Regions from separate parts of the Triticum aestivum genome. Here region 1 is linked to region 2. A link is a contact called in public Hi-C data. All regions are on one chromosome and are shown on one strand. Each heading gives the region's core, a stretch centred on a gene start, on an enhancer-like site or on the middle of the called end of the contact. The rest is flanking DNA. Distances are from core to core; before and after follow the strand shown. Region 1 holds the start of LOC123120800 (protein NRT1/ PTR FAMILY 5.2). Region 2 holds the start of LOC123120786 (receptor-like protein EIX2).

Region 1 (4,199 bases), core at 501-3,000, 340 kb after region 2:
ATCGTCTGGAGATGAGTGGAGGCGTGGACGGGGTGACCAAATAGCGAGGCTTTTTCCCAAGAGCCCATTACTGCTGGAGCTATGATCTATAATTGGATAGTCTTGCTATTTGTTTTCCCTGCCCACTTTATTGGATCCTTCGATCCCCTGTTTGTTTGGTATAAAACTATCTAGCTCATTTCGCAAAAATAATATCTAGCTTAGCCTAATCGTTGTGAATAGATTTTATGTTGTATTTTTTTGCGAAAATGATTTAGATCTATTATCAAAGTTCAGCGGGAGTACAAAGCATCTCAAACATAATAAAAATTACATCGAGATTCCAAGACCAACATACGACCACTATCGTCTCAGAACAAGTCACCGATGTGTCGTTGTCGCCGCGGCTCCACTACCGGAGCCGGCTTGACCCTGTCGATGACAGCTGGGAAGTCTTCCTCCACGTGCCCATGAGGATCATCATCGTTAAACCCTTTAATATATCTGAAGCACATGGCACCAAATCTCGCCACACAGCGAGGAACCCTAACCTCACCGCCCCAAGGAGACGGCAGGAATATACGCCGTAGCTCCGTCCACTATGTCCAGATGGACCAAACCGAGGAGGATCGGACCCAGAAGACAAACTCGAAGTAGAAGTGCCGCCATACGCCCGAGCGTTGCACCTGTGAGGACTAAAAACCCTAACCTAAACTACCAGCGGAGCAAAGGCACCGAGATTCTCCTCCCTTCCACCGGCTGCCAGAGCGGCAAGCAGAGGGGAGGCGAATCTACAGGTTCGCCGGTGACTCTTGGAGGGGAGAGTTTGCCCTAGCCGTCAAGGGTTACGGGAGGAACCTAGCTAGCTAGGGGTTTCTAGCTCAGTTTTTATGTTGTCTTGCTGCCTTGTTTTAATAAAAGTGGGATGGGAAACCCCTGTTGTTCAAAAAAATTGTGTTCATACTTCTTTTTGAGGTAATGGGCCGCTTCATTGATATAACAATTATAGTTCACTACACACAATGGACCGAATCCAAACAGCACAAGCCTCACGCACAACTGACTCAGGAAGAGCGTGAGCAGTCCCATTACATAGACAACTAACATGGAAAAAAGAAATTGAGAGAAACTTTGCGGCCAAACTCTTGATGTCAGAAACAACGGCCCCTTATCCCTGAGCGATACATCATATAAGAATTAGCTTTGAACACCAGAGATGAGCAATCTGAAGCGACCATCACCTGTGAAAACCTTCTTCAGGGGCAAATGCTGAGGCATAACGCATAGCAGTGGCCTCCACCAACTCAAGTTCAGGCACTTTGTCAAAGGAACATCTGCTGGCGGCCACACAGTCCCTATGATGATCACGAATCACGACGCCCGCATCCGTTTACCCAGTGTCGAAATGGAAAGCGGCGTCAACATTTATCATCACCAACCCTTTTGGAAACTTCAACGAGGTGGGAATGCAACTAGTATTTTGCAGCAAGTGAATGGTCTAGGGTGCAATGGTAAATGCGCATAATTGCAAGCTCACCAACTCTGATTAACTTAGCCACCTCCCCTAGTGTGGAGGCAGCAAGTCGTCCAAGATTTTCTCAAAAGAACATAAAACAAGTCGTCCAAGAAATATGTTGAGTACGCAATCAGGCAGTACTGGCGCCCTTGGGAGTCCACCAAATGGCGTGCTTTCTTTTTTATTTTCTGGTTGCGATGTCCAAAAAACCGCTGTCCAGACATTTTGGCACTCCCCGCAGTCCAACCCGCCACTTGCCAAGTCGCTGCCCGCGAAGACCGGGCTTATAAATGGGCAAGCACAGGAGCTCACGCAGGCGCCTGGAGAACTAGCAGCGCCCTCTGCACACCCATCTCACCTCCCTCCCTCCCTAACTACCATACGTATACAGGGAGCGTCCATGGCGGGGACGACCCAGCTGGAGGCCGGCGGCAGCGACGGCGAGTACACGCAGGACGGCACCACAGACCTCCACGGCAACCCCATCCTCCGCTCAAAGCGAGGAGGCTGGAGAGCCTGCGCCTTCGTCGTAGGTAATTACTCTACTTTACCACCCACCAATTAGCTAGCTAGCCAGCGAAATCATCTGCTCCACCTCCGGTGCTTCTCCGGCTTGCTTCAGCTGCTTCTCTCTGTCTCCGGCCTCGTAGCCATGGGTTCTCCTCCATAGGCGTCTGCGTCTTTCTTTTCTTTCTTGATGATGAAACTAAAAACAAAATAACGATCTTATTAGGCACATAGGCTCACGCTCATTGTTTATTTATTTATTTATTGCAATGGAGGCTCATGTTAGTTACTCCTAGTTGTTGAACAATAATGTAGGGTACGTACGATCGATTTTATTTTTCTCTGCTGGTCACATGCATAGATATGGCATGGTCAACGGGATCATGAAATGGTTTGGTTCATGTTAGGATCGGACTGCGATCTTTTCTGACGACCTGGAACCTGCCATCCTGCTTTATTCAGACAAGAAACGATCCCCGTATCACAGCAACTGCGGGCATAGGAACGTTAAAGATTTCTCAAAAGAAAAAAAGGTAAAATACGTACATGCTGTGTGCACTCGTCCAAAGAATAAGCAGCGGCAGAGATACCCAAGAACTAGGAGCCATCCATCCCTCGTCCGGTTTTGAGTGGCCGTGTCCTGCCTCCCCGGTGTGGCAGTATCCCACCCACGCGCTCTATAGACATACGCCCGTCTCTCTGCAGTAATGGATGTAGTACGTAGTACTTGCGTGAATTGACCAGCAAGACAAACCCAATCACAATAAATTTGCTCTAGGTAGTACTCCCTCCGTCTCAAAATAAGTGTCTTGACCTTAGTATAAATTTGTACTAGAGCTAGTATAAAGTTGAGACACTTATTTTGGGACGGAGAAAATACTAATACTACTACTAGATTGCTATAGACCGGCGGCTGTTACAAAACGAAGGAGACAATGAAAGAGCACGGTGCATAAATTAATGCTCCTAGAGCCCTAGGATGCTGCGATACAAGCTAGTTTAGGATATTAGCAGTATTTGTTTAGTTGATGATTTCTTTTTGAGTTGTTTAGTTCATGATTTTGTCGTCATAAACAGTAGGCAGCAATGTGTTTAGGCCAACGGCTGAAGCAACGATTTGCTTTTGCCATAGGCCAAACCAGAGTTTGCAGAGCAAAAAGCATGAGTATTAGCAGTATTTGTTTACCTCATGTTCGTTTCCATAGGATAATTTTACTCATCACCGGTGAGTAGTTACACTCACTTGACTTTTTCTCATATGAAGAGAACACTGAATTGCTGCCTTGTTAAGCATACATAGCCGGCTTGTCTGCTGCGAGTGGAACATAGGTTTTGGAATTAACCGCGTATACTACCAACCAACGGTCACGAACCCACTTGTGATTTTCTCAGAGGACGAATGAGTCCAGCCGATCAGTACGCGCTATATTTAATTGCTCATGGTAAGAATAATAAGCTCGCACCTCGCAGCATACTCCCTGCTGCTTCCAGTTCATATCGTGCCAAAACTGGCCGGGTGATTACAAGTGTTGTGGTCCCTTTCAGAGGTTAACATTTGAGAACAGCCCATTTTTCTTTTCTTTTGTTCCTGAAGCTGGTTCACACCATGAGCTATTTTTTGACGGGCAAGGCAGGCGCACTGCCGGTTTTCAGTACTCCCTTCGTTTTTATTTATTCCGCATATTAGCTATTGTCAAAATTAAACTTTATAATCTTTGATAAAGTTTATGAATAAAAATATTAACATATAAAATAACAAATCAACATCAGTAGATTCATTATCAAATGTACTTTCACATCATATAGATTTGTTATGGTAAATATTTTTATATATTTTTATAAAATTGATCAAATTTTAGGAAGTTTGACTTCAGTCAACTCTAATATGCAGAGTAAATAAAAACGAAGGGAGTATTAAGAGAGAAAAGGATAGAAACCGAGTGGAGCTTCGTATGGAGATTTCCTTTTCTTTCGTCAACACCAAAAACACACGATGATGTTTCTTTGTGCGATGGTTACGGTTTGGTGACAAACGCCCACCTCACTGGTGAAAGAAAGAAAGTGCATGCATACCAATAATAAAATTGTGCTTGGTTTTAATTTGGCAACTTGCGGTGCAGTGTACGAGGTGTTCGAGCGGATGGCCTACTACGGCATCTCGTCCAACCTGGTGCTGTACCTGACGACGGAGCTGCAC
Region 2 (4,171 bases), core at 108-2,607:
ACACCTTCTGCATAATCTTGGATTGCATGCCATCGACAGAGAAGAGAAGAGCACATCTCCATGTCTCAACTGAAAAGAGCAGTCCAAACCATAGCCAAAATCCAAAAACAACCCCGGCAGTCACACAGTAGTACAGCCACTGGTCCTCCCCTTCACCGGTTTTCTCATCCAAAGCAGGCGAAGTATTTGGACAATCGGCTAGAGGAAATCCGCAAAGGCCGGAATTGTTCCGGTAAAACGAAGGCTCAGTCAACGTCTGCATCTGGCTCCCAGAAGGTATCTTGCCTGACAAATGATTGTTGGAGATGTTGAATATGCTGAGCGTCGACAAGAACGAGATGCTCTGTGGAATGTGTCCTGAAAGCTCATTACATGATAGATCAAGAAACTCGAGATTCTTCAAACTGCCGATATCTTCAGGGATGCCGCATGACAGATGATTTCTTGACAGGTTCAGAAATCGGAGGCCCTGCAGGTTGGTTAGCTCTTCAGGGATGCACTGAGACAAGAGATTGCCTGACAGATCGATGCCGGTCAATAACCGGATGGTTCTTTGGAAGATGAGCTCCTGGCCCTTCCAGATTATATCGATTCTATCCTGATAAGTCGACCCTTCCAGCGACGCCGTACTCGACACAATTTCTGGGTTCCTCATGGAGGTCAAGTTGCCGAATGCTACCGGAATTTTTCCTGTGAGTCTGTTGTTGGCGAGGTCGAGCAGCTGGAGTTTAGAGAGCCGCGACAACTCCACAGGGATTACCCCTGTGAAATTGTTTGATCTAAGGCTAAGGATTCTCAACGACGGAACCTGGGTCCCGATCCATGGAGGGATGGCACCGAAGAACTTATTACTCCCGATGTCGAGGGTGGCCAGCGAGTCGCAACCTTCCAAGACCCGCGGGAAGGTGCCGGTGAAGTCATTGCCGGCGAGATGGAGCGACTCGAGGGAGCAGTTGTGACTTGCCTTGGCAGCGGGGATTTGGCCCGAGAAGGAGTTGTTGGAGAGGTCCATGAACTGCAGCGCCTGCAGGTTCCACCAGCAGTCGGGGAGCTCGCCCGTGAGCTGGTTGTTGGACAGGTCGAGGATCTGGAGGGAGAGGAGCCTGCAGAAGGCCGCGCCGGCGCCGGAGCTGTTGGAGGAGTTGCGGCTCCGCACGCTGAAGCTCTCAGGCACGGTGCCTCCGGAGAAGGTCTCGTGGTTTCCGCCGGCGTCGAGGTACATGCCCGTCGCCCGTTGACCAGAGGATAGCAGTACTAGAAGGCAGAGGGGGAGGCACAGCAGAGGTGTTGTTGAAGCTTGGGCGTGTCCTGCCATGGTTGGAATTCGAGTGGAGCGAGTTGTTTGGTTTGCACGACGCCCACTTGTATGTGGTGGCGGTGGCAGGACCGGGCCGACAGGCAGCGAAACGTCGACGACAGCGACCGAGCGACGTCGACGCTGTGGAATTCTGGAGCGCGGCATGCGTTTTCCACACGGCATACCAGTGGACTGACTGACCCACGGGATAGTCAGTGCAGTGCAGGCAGCGACGACCAGACGCTGATGCTTTGCCTTTTCTTTCTTTTTTTCACGGGAGACGCCGATGCTTGCTTTGTTGCCATGCGCGCGCTCGTCGTTGCTACCTATTCGGCGTGTATCCGCGTCGTGGGCCCGCCCAATAATTCTCCCCGTTGCCTCGATCTCGTTCGCCGAGTTTCTGGTTCGATCGTTTTGGTTTTCGCTCGCTTCTTGTTTTTTTTACTCTCGTTTTGGATTCAAAATATTACACGAACTTGAACAAACTCATGGGTTCCATAGATTCGAAAAATCATGGATTTAAAAATGTTCATAAATTTGAAATACAACATTGGGTTCAAAAAGAGGTCACAAATTTGAATCAAGTTTGCTTTTTCTATGGATTCAAAAAAATATTAGTTCAGAAAACATTCATAGATTTCAAAAATACTTTACGAATTTCATTTTTTGTGTGGATTTCACAAGGGTTCAAGAATTTCCAAAAAGGTTATGAATTTCAAAAAAATTACATGGATTTCAAAAAATATCATGAATTTGAATAAGTTTTTGAATTTGAAATTTTCACGAATGTGGAAAAGAACAGAGAAAAAAGTAAAATAAAAAAGAGGGAAAAAAGAGAAAAGTCAAACAAAACCCATCAAGTAAAAACAAGGGGAAAACCTTCCAATAAAAACAGTGGAACCTCCGTGAGGGTTCCCAAGACCTACGAGAAGAAACAAAAACAAAGGTGTACGATGCGAACAAGAAAGTGTATTACTGTACAAGGGCCGGCCCATCACAATAAAACTCGCTTCCTTGCGAGTGTGCGCCTTTTACCAGAACCACTATAACCGGCGCTTAAGACGCCAAATAGGAACCAGCCCCAAGAAGAAGCGACAGGACAACTCAGAACGTGAATGCGCGCGCTTAGAGTTGCATTTTTGGGCCCAAGCCGCGCCTCGCTCAACGCACTCAGCACTCTCGTGTTTGGTGTTTCCTATGGAATTCCCTAACAGATGCACATTGCGGTAAGATGTCGAGGTTTCGCAACTAGCGATCGACGGAGCGATCGTAGTGGGCTGGCCCATGTTGCTGTTTAGCGTGTACACAGATCCTGGTTTTGAGAAGGTTCAAGCTCCGGTATTTTCTGGTATTAGGAACCTTCTAGAAGGTTCCTGAGTGATTTGTCTAGTTTCTTGATTTTGTTTTGGCTTTTTCGTTTATTTTTCCTTTTTCTTTCATGTCTCTTTCTTCTTTTCACTTTTTGTATCTTTTTTCTTTTTAAAGTTGACTTTCTTTTTAGTTTTTCTTTCAGAAATTTTCAAATTTTGTTCACGAATTCAAAAAATATTCTGTTATAAAAAAATATACAGAAATTTCAAAAAAAATGTTCCTGTCTTTAACCTTTGTTCACAAGTTGAGAAAAGTTCAGGAACTCCAAAATATATTTCTATTTCTATTTTATAGTTCACAATGTGAATTCAAATTTTGGTCAGAAACTAAAAAACTGTTCGCATTTAAGAAAATGTTCAAGAATATAAGTGTTCGCGATTTCAATTTTTTGTTCAGAATTTCCTAAAATGTTCCATTTTTTGTGATTACAAATTTTGGTCAGAATTTCAAAGTGTTCGCATTTCAGAAAATATTCAAGAATATAAAAAATGTTTGCGATTTCAAATTTTTGTTCAAAATTTCATGAAATGTTCCATTTTTCACGATTACAAATTTTGGACAGAAATTAAAAAATGTTTGCAATTCAGAAAAATATTCCAAATCTTTAGAAAATGTTCATGTTTTCAAATTGTGCAGAATTTCATGAAATGTTCCAGTTTAAAGTTTTGTTTACAAATTCAGAAAATGTTCGTGGTTTCAAATTTTGGCTGCAAATATCATGAAATGTTCCACTTTTCAAATATTTGTTAAAAGATTTAATAAAAATGTTCGCGGTTTCAACAGTTGTTCAGAATTTCGTAATTTATTCACAAATTCAAAAAAATGATTTATGTTTTTCAAAAAAGAATATTTTCCATTCAATCTTTCCGCCTTTTCAACTTTTTTGTTTACATATTCAAAAAATGTTCTTGTCTCTGGGTTTTTTTTCTTCAGGAATTCAAGAAATTTGATACCTTTTTAAAATATACATTAGAAAAAAGTTGACCCTAGTAACTAATTCAGATTCGCTCCAATAGCTGCTTTCGGTTCGCTATAGTAGACCATTCCGGTTCTACATCTATGGTTAGTTCTTTTAGTTATGCACAACTTTATTGATAACAATACTGGTTAGTTGGAGTGGCTAGGAGACCGTGATAGTATGCAGTCGGTCTCCAGTTCGAATCCTGAGTTGAGTGTGTTTCCTTTTTCTGCTATCTTTTTCCTCGTGCGCAATTTGACACAAGGGCGTCAAATAGGGGCTCCCGTTTCCGATTCGACCTATTTTTGCATCAAATAGGCGTTGAATCACACACGTAGCTGGGCTAGGAAGCGAAACGGGATGGTCCATTTAGGTGAAATCAGTAATTAAGGAGCATTCTTTGTGTGCGTCATTTGTCGCAACCTGGTAGTTTTGTTCTATTCAAAATGTTTTAACTCTTAAACCATACGTTCAAATCTTGAACCGTTTCACTGTTGGATTACTCATGTCGAGATCTTCAAAACTAAATCCCGTGTTGATAGGTT

Evidence for each region. A called contact is a pair of places that touch in the nucleus more often than the background predicts.
Region 1: a Hi-C map of leaf shows a contact between it and region 2, with 8 times the contacts expected there. The contact joins the promoter of LOC123120800 here to the promoter of LOC123120786 in region 2. A contact is called at or near these places in 2 of 5 Hi-C or Micro-C datasets (both in leaf).

Annotation. Positions count from the first base shown.
Region 1 is chr1B:303,843,434-303,847,632 of IWGSC CS RefSeq v2.1, forward strand. It overlaps LOC123120800 (protein NRT1/ PTR FAMILY 5.2), which reads left to right and starts at 1,751. Exons shown (of 4, transcript XM_044540795.1): 1 at 1,751-2,028; 2 at 4,123-4,199. The coding sequence starts at 1,896.
Region 2 is chr1B:303,505,831-303,510,001 of IWGSC CS RefSeq v2.1, forward strand. It overlaps LOC123120786 (receptor-like protein EIX2), which reads right to left and starts at 1,358. Exons shown (of 1, transcript XM_044540777.1): 1 at 1-1,358. The coding sequence starts at 1,315.